Regions from separate parts of the Mus musculus genome. Here region 2 is linked to region 1. Evidence: chromatin contacts called from public promoter capture Hi-C data. All regions are on one chromosome and are shown on one strand. Each heading gives the region's core, a stretch centred on a gene start, on an enhancer-like site or on the middle of the called end of the contact. The rest is flanking DNA. Distances are from core to core; before and after follow the strand shown. Region 1 overlaps Zc3h7b (zinc finger CCCH type containing 7B). Region 2 overlaps Aco2 (aconitase 2, mitochondrial).

Evidence for each region. Capture Hi-C pulls out chosen DNA fragments and counts their contacts.
Region 2: a promoter capture Hi-C map of liver shows a contact between it and region 1. The contact joins two enhancer-like sites. A contact is called at or near these places in 1 of 15 datasets of contacts at CTCF or cohesin (large pre-B cells), 24 of 484 Hi-C or Micro-C datasets (the Ba/F3 cell line, the G1E-ER4 cell line, LSK cells and 5 more), 6 of 115 datasets of contacts at active chromatin or transcription factors (embryonic stem cells and epiblast stem cells) and 4 of 9 other capture datasets (adipose tissue, embryonic stem cells, liver and 1 more).

The regions. Positions count from the first base shown.
Region 1 is chr15:81,772,298-81,776,278 of GRCm38.p6, forward strand. Zc3h7b (zinc finger CCCH type containing 7B) reads left to right here. Exons shown (of 23, transcript NM_001081016.2): 6 at 131-211; 7 at 989-1,045; 8 at 3,509-3,551; 9 at 3,981. Among named protein-coding and RNA genes, the nearest start is that of Gm17597, 28 kb to the right of the region's middle. Within about 2 kb of position 2,349, at least 31 of the 459 cell types and tissues checked have an H3K27ac peak or open chromatin away from gene starts, as enhancers often do. A contact at or near this core is called in liver, where this site is marked.
Region 2 is chr15:81,897,193-81,901,173 of GRCm38.p6, forward strand. Aco2 (aconitase 2, mitochondrial) reads left to right here. Exons shown (of 18, transcript NM_080633.2): 4 at 1,937-2,029. Among named protein-coding and RNA genes, the nearest start is that of Aco2, 27 kb to the left of the region's middle. Within about 2 kb of position 1,834, at least 18 of the 459 cell types and tissues checked have an H3K27ac peak or open chromatin away from gene starts, as enhancers often do. A contact at or near this core is called in liver, where this site is marked.

The sequences.
Region 1 (3,981 bases), core at 1,099-3,598:
TTCCCAGAATGTGACTTAGAAAGCCAGCAACAGCTCCCAGGGACACACAAAGATGTCCAGGAGCACAGCTCGGAGCTCCGGGCAGCCTAGCCCACCAGGTGTATCTAAGCCTGTGTCCTGCCTTCCACAGGATGAAAATGTCACCCAGCTGGGCCAGGAGCTGGCTCAGAAGCTTGGACTGCGGGTACGGAAAGCCTATAAGAGACCCCAGGTAGGTGAGATTTGGGGTCGGCTTAAAGAAGAGGGGTGAAGGGAGGGACTAGGGACTATAGGGACCCTGAGTAAGGTAGCCAGAGCCTGGTAAAGACAGAGGAAGCAACAGCAGGTGACCTTCCTCCCTATTGGCCGAACACCCTGGAATGAGCAGTAGGACCCTGGGGAAGAGGAATGAACACAGCCAAAGCTCCAGCTCACTGCAGACACCAGCTGTAAAAACACAGCCCTGCCGCTCGCCCTAGCCGACTTTAACCAGGCTGAAGATGGCCCAAATTGACACTGCCGTCCTTCAGTTTCGCATTCTCAAATGCCCCCTCATTGTACCTGTCCGAATGTTAGTGTCGGCTGGACTCCTTCACATTGAATACTGTCGTCCGCCGTGTGTCTGGAAACTGCGTGACGCAGAACATATGGCTTGAGTTTCTCTGGCCCGACCTTAAACACATTAGTGCATGTTTCCACCCGTTTCCGCATCTGGAAGGCAGATAATTACACCCACCTCAGGAGCTCAAGGGAGGACTGAAACAAGAGAGTGTATGAGATGGTGCCTGGCAGATCGCAGGGATGGGTGTGTGTTCAGATCCTCTGCCCAGGTAACCCTTGAAAGATGGAAAAACAAAAACAAAAACAGTGTTACTCTGGAAGCCAGAGCCAGAGGCAGTGGTAGTCCTGGGGGGACGGGATGGACCACAGCTGATGTCAGGGTCTCTGTGTTGTCTTGGCTGATGTCCACAGTCTTAATCTCTGCCCACTTCTCCCCAATTTCTGGCAGGAATTGGAAACGTTTTCTCTGCTTAGTAATGGCGCTCCAGCTGGCTTAACAGATCAGGTAGGGAGGGGTCTGAGACTCCAAATGTTTCTCCAACTTTATACCAGCCTGTCTTCTTCATCTATTCCCAAGAGCTCTGGGGTCATTAGGGTGACCCCAAGCAGTAGACCACAAACCTTCCCATGTCTGGCACAAGGCCCCCCAGCCCCTGGCTACTCTTTACTGGTGCATCTAGCCACATCCACAAAGGCCAGGACTGGTCACAGTGATGGGGCTCCGTGAGGAGGCCAGTCGAAGTAGAGATGATAAGGCCAGGCTTGCCTCAGTCCAGGAAGCATCTGAGAACTCAGGAGCAGGCGCCAGGTAGTGTCTAGGCCTGCTCCTGGTGTCCTGTGGTGCCTACAGGAGAAATGGCACAGGGTACATGATACATGGTCACACATGGGCTTCCTTCAGCTGCTGCATTCCTCACGGGCTTCTCCAGCACAGGACTCGTTTTCTGGCCAGTTGGTCACTCTGTATGTGTGCCTAGAACTAGGTGGCCAGGGCTGTGCTCACACGCTGTTCTCAGTATTTACAAGGCACAGTAGCCCCGGAGCTTACAGTGCAAGACACCCTGAAGACTGTAAACTCGTGGTGCAGAGCAGTCTCACCCAGCTGGGGGGATAGCGTTAGCCAGGTAGACAAGCAACAGGATTCACAGGCCCGTAGTCAGGAGAGCAAGGGACATTCCTGAGGCCACTGGTAGAGTCAGTTCCTCCTCAGGGTTCAGGAGAGTTAGCTCTGAAGCCGCATGTGTGAGGGTCAGATCCTGAGAACACCCTTCTTGGCCTTTTATTGCTAAGTGGATGTTACTAGTAGGGTTCTGTGCAAGAGGACTGGGAGAGAGAAACATGGACAGAAAGGGTGGCAGGAGGGCTGGAAGCCACTTGTTCTGCAGGGCCTAGGCTGCACTGTCCTTAGAAGCATTCACTGGGGCCTCCTTTGTCTCCTCTCGCCACCCCCACACCCCAAGCACGTGTAGCCCTGGCTATCCTGGCTCCATCCAGCCTGTAGATCAGGCTGACCTAGAACCCAGAGACTGACCTGCCTCTGCCTCCCAAGTGCTGGGATTAAAGGTGTGGGCCATCATTGCCTGGACCCCCTCGCCTCCTTTCTGTATGTAAAAGCAGCTCTGTGACCATCCTGGTAGCCTTGGTCTATGCAACTTAGCTGTGATATACAAACACCGCACATGTTCACTGTGCCATCTGTGGACAGGCTCGGGGGTGGGGCTGAAAGAGCTCCTGGCTCCAAGGAGTGGACAGAACAGACAGGGTCAGGGCAGGCGTTAGACAGCCCTACTCTGACCTAGGAATTGCACTTTTGACCAATATTTGGGCCGTGGAACATCTCGTGGAGTGCTGGCCAAGCAGGGTCGGTGATGCGGGGCTGGATGGGTTGTGTTGCAATTGTTGCTACTGCTAACCTTCAAGCGGTGACTAACAGTGAGTGTCTGGGCCTTCTCCCAGTCTCCACAGAGACAAGAAGGACACAGGGTCAGCCTGGGCCTCGTAAGGATGATAAAGGCCCGGGGTCGGGGGGAGAGCACATTCTGGGTAGAGGAATGACTTCTGTCCCTTGTGGCTGGAACAAGGCAGAGGAGTTCATTGCAGGCCAACCTCCCGGCAGCACATGTTATTCACATGGTTAGTGCTGAGCATGCCAGGCACTCTGCTGAGGTGCCTCATCTCTGCCAGTTTCAGGCAGTGTGACTGCTGAATCCTTACTTTACACCCGAGGAAACAAGTCCAGATAGGTTGCCGACTTGGCCAGACCAAAGAGCAAGCTCCAGCATTTCCCATCCCAGACAGGGCTCTGACCCCAGTACTGTGCGGCTGCAGAGTACAGGCTCTCTGGAACAACCCCCCACCCCCGCACCCCAGGAGGAGCCGGCCAGGTTGCTGCCTGACCTGTGAATTCTGTTCTGTCTTTGCAATGGGGATGGACTTCCCACCTAAGATGACGTTCTCCTTGGAGGGAGATTAGCTTCCTGTGAGGCTGGGGGCTGAGCCGGGGAGGGGGGGGCACACATTCCTCTAAGAAACCATCTGTAGTGTGGAAGGCCTGGTAAAATCCTTGTCACTACCTTTAATCCCAGCAATTGGGAGGCAGAGGCAGGTGGATCTCCGAGTTCAAGGCCAGCCTTATCTATATAGTGAATTTCAGGGCACCCAGGGCTTTTGAGACCCTGTTTCAAAAACAAAACCAAAAGAGCCCAAAACCCTCTCTCGCCTCAGGGCATGGATAAGACTCTACCCTTTTCCAGGTACCTCAGAGGTGTACCCCTGCCCTGGGGCCATTGCTCCCCTGAAATGTACCTACCAAGCTAGTTTACCCCACCCCTGTCTCAGCCCACGCCTGCTCGGACCCTGGCTGAAAAGCCAGCCTACCTGTGATAGGCAGTCGTTCCCCAGTGAGTGGCCCTCAGTGTACCCTGGTGGAAATGTGAGGCCATTCCACCCTACATCTTTCCTCTCACAGGGAACTTCTAACGGATTGGGATCTATAGATGACATCGAAACAGGTATGTCTCAGCTGTGTGGGGTGAGACACCGGGAGGGCTTCCCTGAGGCAGGCCAGGAACGAGCACGGCTTCCTCCTCAGCTTGTCTCCGTCCTTCATTCATGCCTGTCCGTGTCGGACACCTTGTGTTAGAACCCTCACTTCCTACTTCCTTTTCTCTGCTCGAGTAATAAGTGCTTGAAGAAGGCACTGCTGGTCCCAGAGAAAGGTGACATTGGTGGGTATTTGAGGAGTGCCAAGGCAATCAGAACCCTTCCACAGCTTCAGGCTGTCTTTCCTCCTTGACTACCTCTGAGCCATTGCCCCTGGGGCAGGGAATAGGGAACCCAGATCCTTGTGGAATGGGAAGAAGGGAAGGCGTTAGCTTAGTGACTGGGCAACACCCCCACCACACGGGCTCCTTTCAGCTCTGAGCTCACTCCCTCCACAGA
Region 2 (3,981 bases), core at 584-3,083, 120 kb after region 1:
AAGTTGACACCTAAACAGATAACTGGAGAAAGGGATTCCAGACCGATTAGCCAAGGCCTGGGTGGTGGTGGAGCATGGCTGTAATTCTAGCACCTGTGGTGGAGATCAAGAGTTCAGAATCATTCCCCACTTGACAGTCCGTTTGAGGCCAGCCTAGACTTTATGAGCCCTTGACCCTGTCTCATGCTGGATGGATGGATGCATGGATCGCCCCATCTTTACACTACCCTCCTTCTAAACAAACAAACAAACAAACATATTGAATGAGTGTTGAATATAAAATGGCCCTAAGACAACTAGAAACTTAACTTATACAATGAAAAGGGGTCTGCAAACTTGAGCCCTGTGGAAAGACAGACAATGAGGCAGGCAGAGAAAGACTGTTTCTGCTATCCAGAGTCATGGGTAGACCCTGCCTTAGTCTTGGTTTTCTGCTGTCCTAACAGGACATTAGAGATGAGGGAAGCTCTATGCTCTAGAAGTTCATTTTGTCTCTATTCTGAAGGATGGAAAGTCCAGGGCACCGGGCAGGAACCTTTGTGCTATCGTGGGTGGAAGGGCAAGCAAATGTGGGGAGCTGGGAAGACCAGGCAAGCCTGACTCCCATAATATGATGCCACTCCATAGTCACAGTGTTAATTTGCATTCGTGAGGGCAAAGTCTCTTAAAGCTCCTAATTCTCACTACTCTGTGGCTTACTTTCAACCCGAGTATCAGAGAGATGATGTGAAGATTTAGAAGGGGATCGATAGGTCAGTTCTGCATGTATTTATAATCTCTAGCTAGCCCAGAGACAAGTAGTGATCTGTCTAGCATCACACAGCCAGAGAAAGTGCCAGGCCATTTCAGTGTCATACCCACCCTCCTGCCATGTGTCCCAGTTTTGCAAGTAGCTGGTTTGTAAAAGACAAGGCCAATGTGTTAATTATTAATAAGGAAGGGGCCTCTCTGGTTACAACTTGCCTGTCATTCTTTCATCTGGGGAACCAAGTGGACTCTCAGAAGGATGAACTGGCTGGTTTGAGTTTAAATGAAATTGGTTTCAGGTTTTTTATCAAGTGTGGACCTGCTCCTCTTTTCAACACTAGAGTCTCCCATGGCACTGTTCCTCTTGTCACTCACTGGTCAGCCTCATGTGTCCACGGTCGTGCTTCATTTTATAAAGTTTGCCTTCAAATGCCAGGTGGAATGGGAATATTGGATCCCATCCTTTTCAGTTCAGTGTCTAACCAGGTAGGGCCTTAAACACAATAAACCCTGAAACTGAGCACCTACCCTTCTGAAAGGGTGGAATCTTACACCCTTTTCAGAGGCAACAGCTTTGGATTATGTCAGGATTCTCCAGGTCTGTAGTTGGACAGGCCTTACTGGAGCCTCTGGTTTTCCATATCTAAAGTCGATTTGACAGCAGTGGGCTGTGGGGCCGTTTACCACAATATTATTTGCAATCAATAAGTGTTAGCTGAGAGTCTAGACAGGTACCCACCACTCAGTGGAGAAGCAAAACTAAGATGTCCTCTTGGTCCCTTTGTTTCCCTTTGATAGTCCCCATCACCCTGTACCTTCATAGACATGGCATAGCCCTTTGTTTTTGGCCCTCACTAGAAAACTGAGTGCCAGACAAGCCCTTGGCAATTAGCCTACCCTATTACTTCTACAAGGAAACAGGCAGCGAGCAAGGCAGACTTGTTCCCAAATCACCACCCTGGCCAGGTGTCATAGCACCAGAGCAGTCTACTCCCCTGTCTTTCTCCCTGGGCTTGCCCACTGAATCCCCAGGCCAATGGCCAAGCCCACTGGATTATTTTTAGAAGCCCAGCAATAGAAGACTTGTCTTCACAGTACCAGCATGTCAGTGCCATGGCGGGCAGAGTACAGAGTATGAGATCATCACAGCTCAAGCTAATGCTCTGGTTATTGATTTGTTTTTTAATAGGACATAAACCAGGAAGTGTATAATTTCCTGGCAACTGCAGGTGCCAAGTATGGTGTGGGCTTCTGGAGGCCTGGATCTGGGATCATTCACCAGGTAATACACAGCTTAACTTCCCTTTATAAGGGCCCCAAGCCCAGGATGCACCCTGGGAACGGGGCAGCATGTTCCAGGCCTGCTGCTGACATGAGGCTTGGGAGAGCTGAGCAAGAGTTCTGGTGGCCATGTCATCCTGGGTAACGGGGGAGAGGTAGACAAGTGCGGTTTACAACATGCTGTAGACCATGTTTGGTGGAAGGGATAGAAGTTAGATTTGTTGATTCATGCCTGTAGTTCTTTATATGGTGTTGGGGAATCTTGGATGTACTACTGAGTTACATGGATTAAAATGTTTTTGTGTGTACTGTCTTTCTCATAAGCGTTAAGACCAGTTATTTATAGCGAGCTGATCCAGGGATGCAAAGCCCTGTTCTGACTTTCACAGGCACCAGGTACTCATGAGGTGTAGACAGATATAGGAACAAAATGTTCAGATACAGAAATCAATCTAAAAGTTTTTTGGTTTTTTTTTTTTGGTTTGTTTTGGTTTGGTTTGGTTTTTCCAGACAGGGTTTCTCTGTGTAGCCCTGGCTGTTCTGGAACTCACTCTGTAGACCAGGCTGGCCTTGAACTCAGAAATCCGCCTGCCTCTGCCTCCCGAGTGCTGGGATCAAAGGCGTGCACCACCACGCCTGGCTTTAAAGTATTTTTAAAATAAAAATAATTATAATTTTTTATGGTGCTGGAGTATTGAATGCATAGCAAGCACTATGCCAATTGAGCTATTTCCCATAAGAAATATAAAAATTATCAGGATATTAACTTACTAGTACTTACCATGACCTTGTGAAGTGAGGTTCTGTTATAACATACTTTGAATTATGATTAATATCCTCACCCAGTGAGAGCTCCTGGATAACTGTGCAGTAGGGATGTGGGCCTGCTCCACCATGATGCTCTGCTATTCCATGATGCTCTACCACCTGTATCAGTAGGGAGAGCACGTCCCATCCCTGCCCAGACCACTGCTTAGTTCCTGCACAGTGGAACTCTGCAGGATGGAAGTACTGAAAGGGAACACCAAACTGGTGTTTATTTCAGAAGATAATTCGGTCCATAAAGCCATGTTTAGTAGGCACACCTGTAATCCCAGCATTCAAGAGGCTGCAGCAAGAGGTTGTTGTGAGCTTGAGGGCATCCTAGGCTACAAAGCTGAGTTCTAAAGAGCCTGACCTACAATGTGAAACCCTTTCTCAAAGAGATGAAAGTCAGCCAGGCAGGGGAACACACACCTTTTGTCCCAAAATAGGGGGTGGGGGGCTGAGGCTGGTAGATCTTTGTGAGTTCAAGGCCAGACTGGACTACATATTAAGACCTTGACTCAAAAAAAAAAAAAAAAGTTGTTGCATGTGTGTGTATGAGGGAGGTACAGCCTTCCTTCCATTAAAGGCAACTGTTGAGGACTAGCCTGGTTCGTGTCTATTAGCCATCCTTCCTGTATGTGTGGGATCTGTTCTGCACTTCCAGGATGGCTCTTCTCCCTACTCCATCCCAGGCCTTGATACTGCTTCCTTCTAGAGGAGCTGAGCCAGGCTGACTGTGCTTAGGTCCCTGGCTATGCCCATCTCTGAAACCAGAGCCAAGAATGGATTGCTGCATTGTCCTTTAGGACAGATCTGCCAGGGTTGCACATCTCTGAGGACCAGAGTGTCTCTCTGCAATGGGGCAGAAAGGCACATAGACCTATCCTTGGTTAGCCTGTTGATATGGAGAACACCCCAATCCAGGTATCCCCAATTCCATTTTAGGTCACAGGCTTAGGCCACTTTGGCAGCTCTTATGCCAAAATGTGGGGCTGTGAGTGGTGGCCTGCTCTTTGTCACCTATTAAGCATTCAGCATGACTCTTAAAAAACATTTCCAGGAACCATGTGTTTTAATCACTGTACTATTACTGTGAAGAGACACTGTGACCAATGCAACTATTATAAGAAAACATTTAACTGGGGC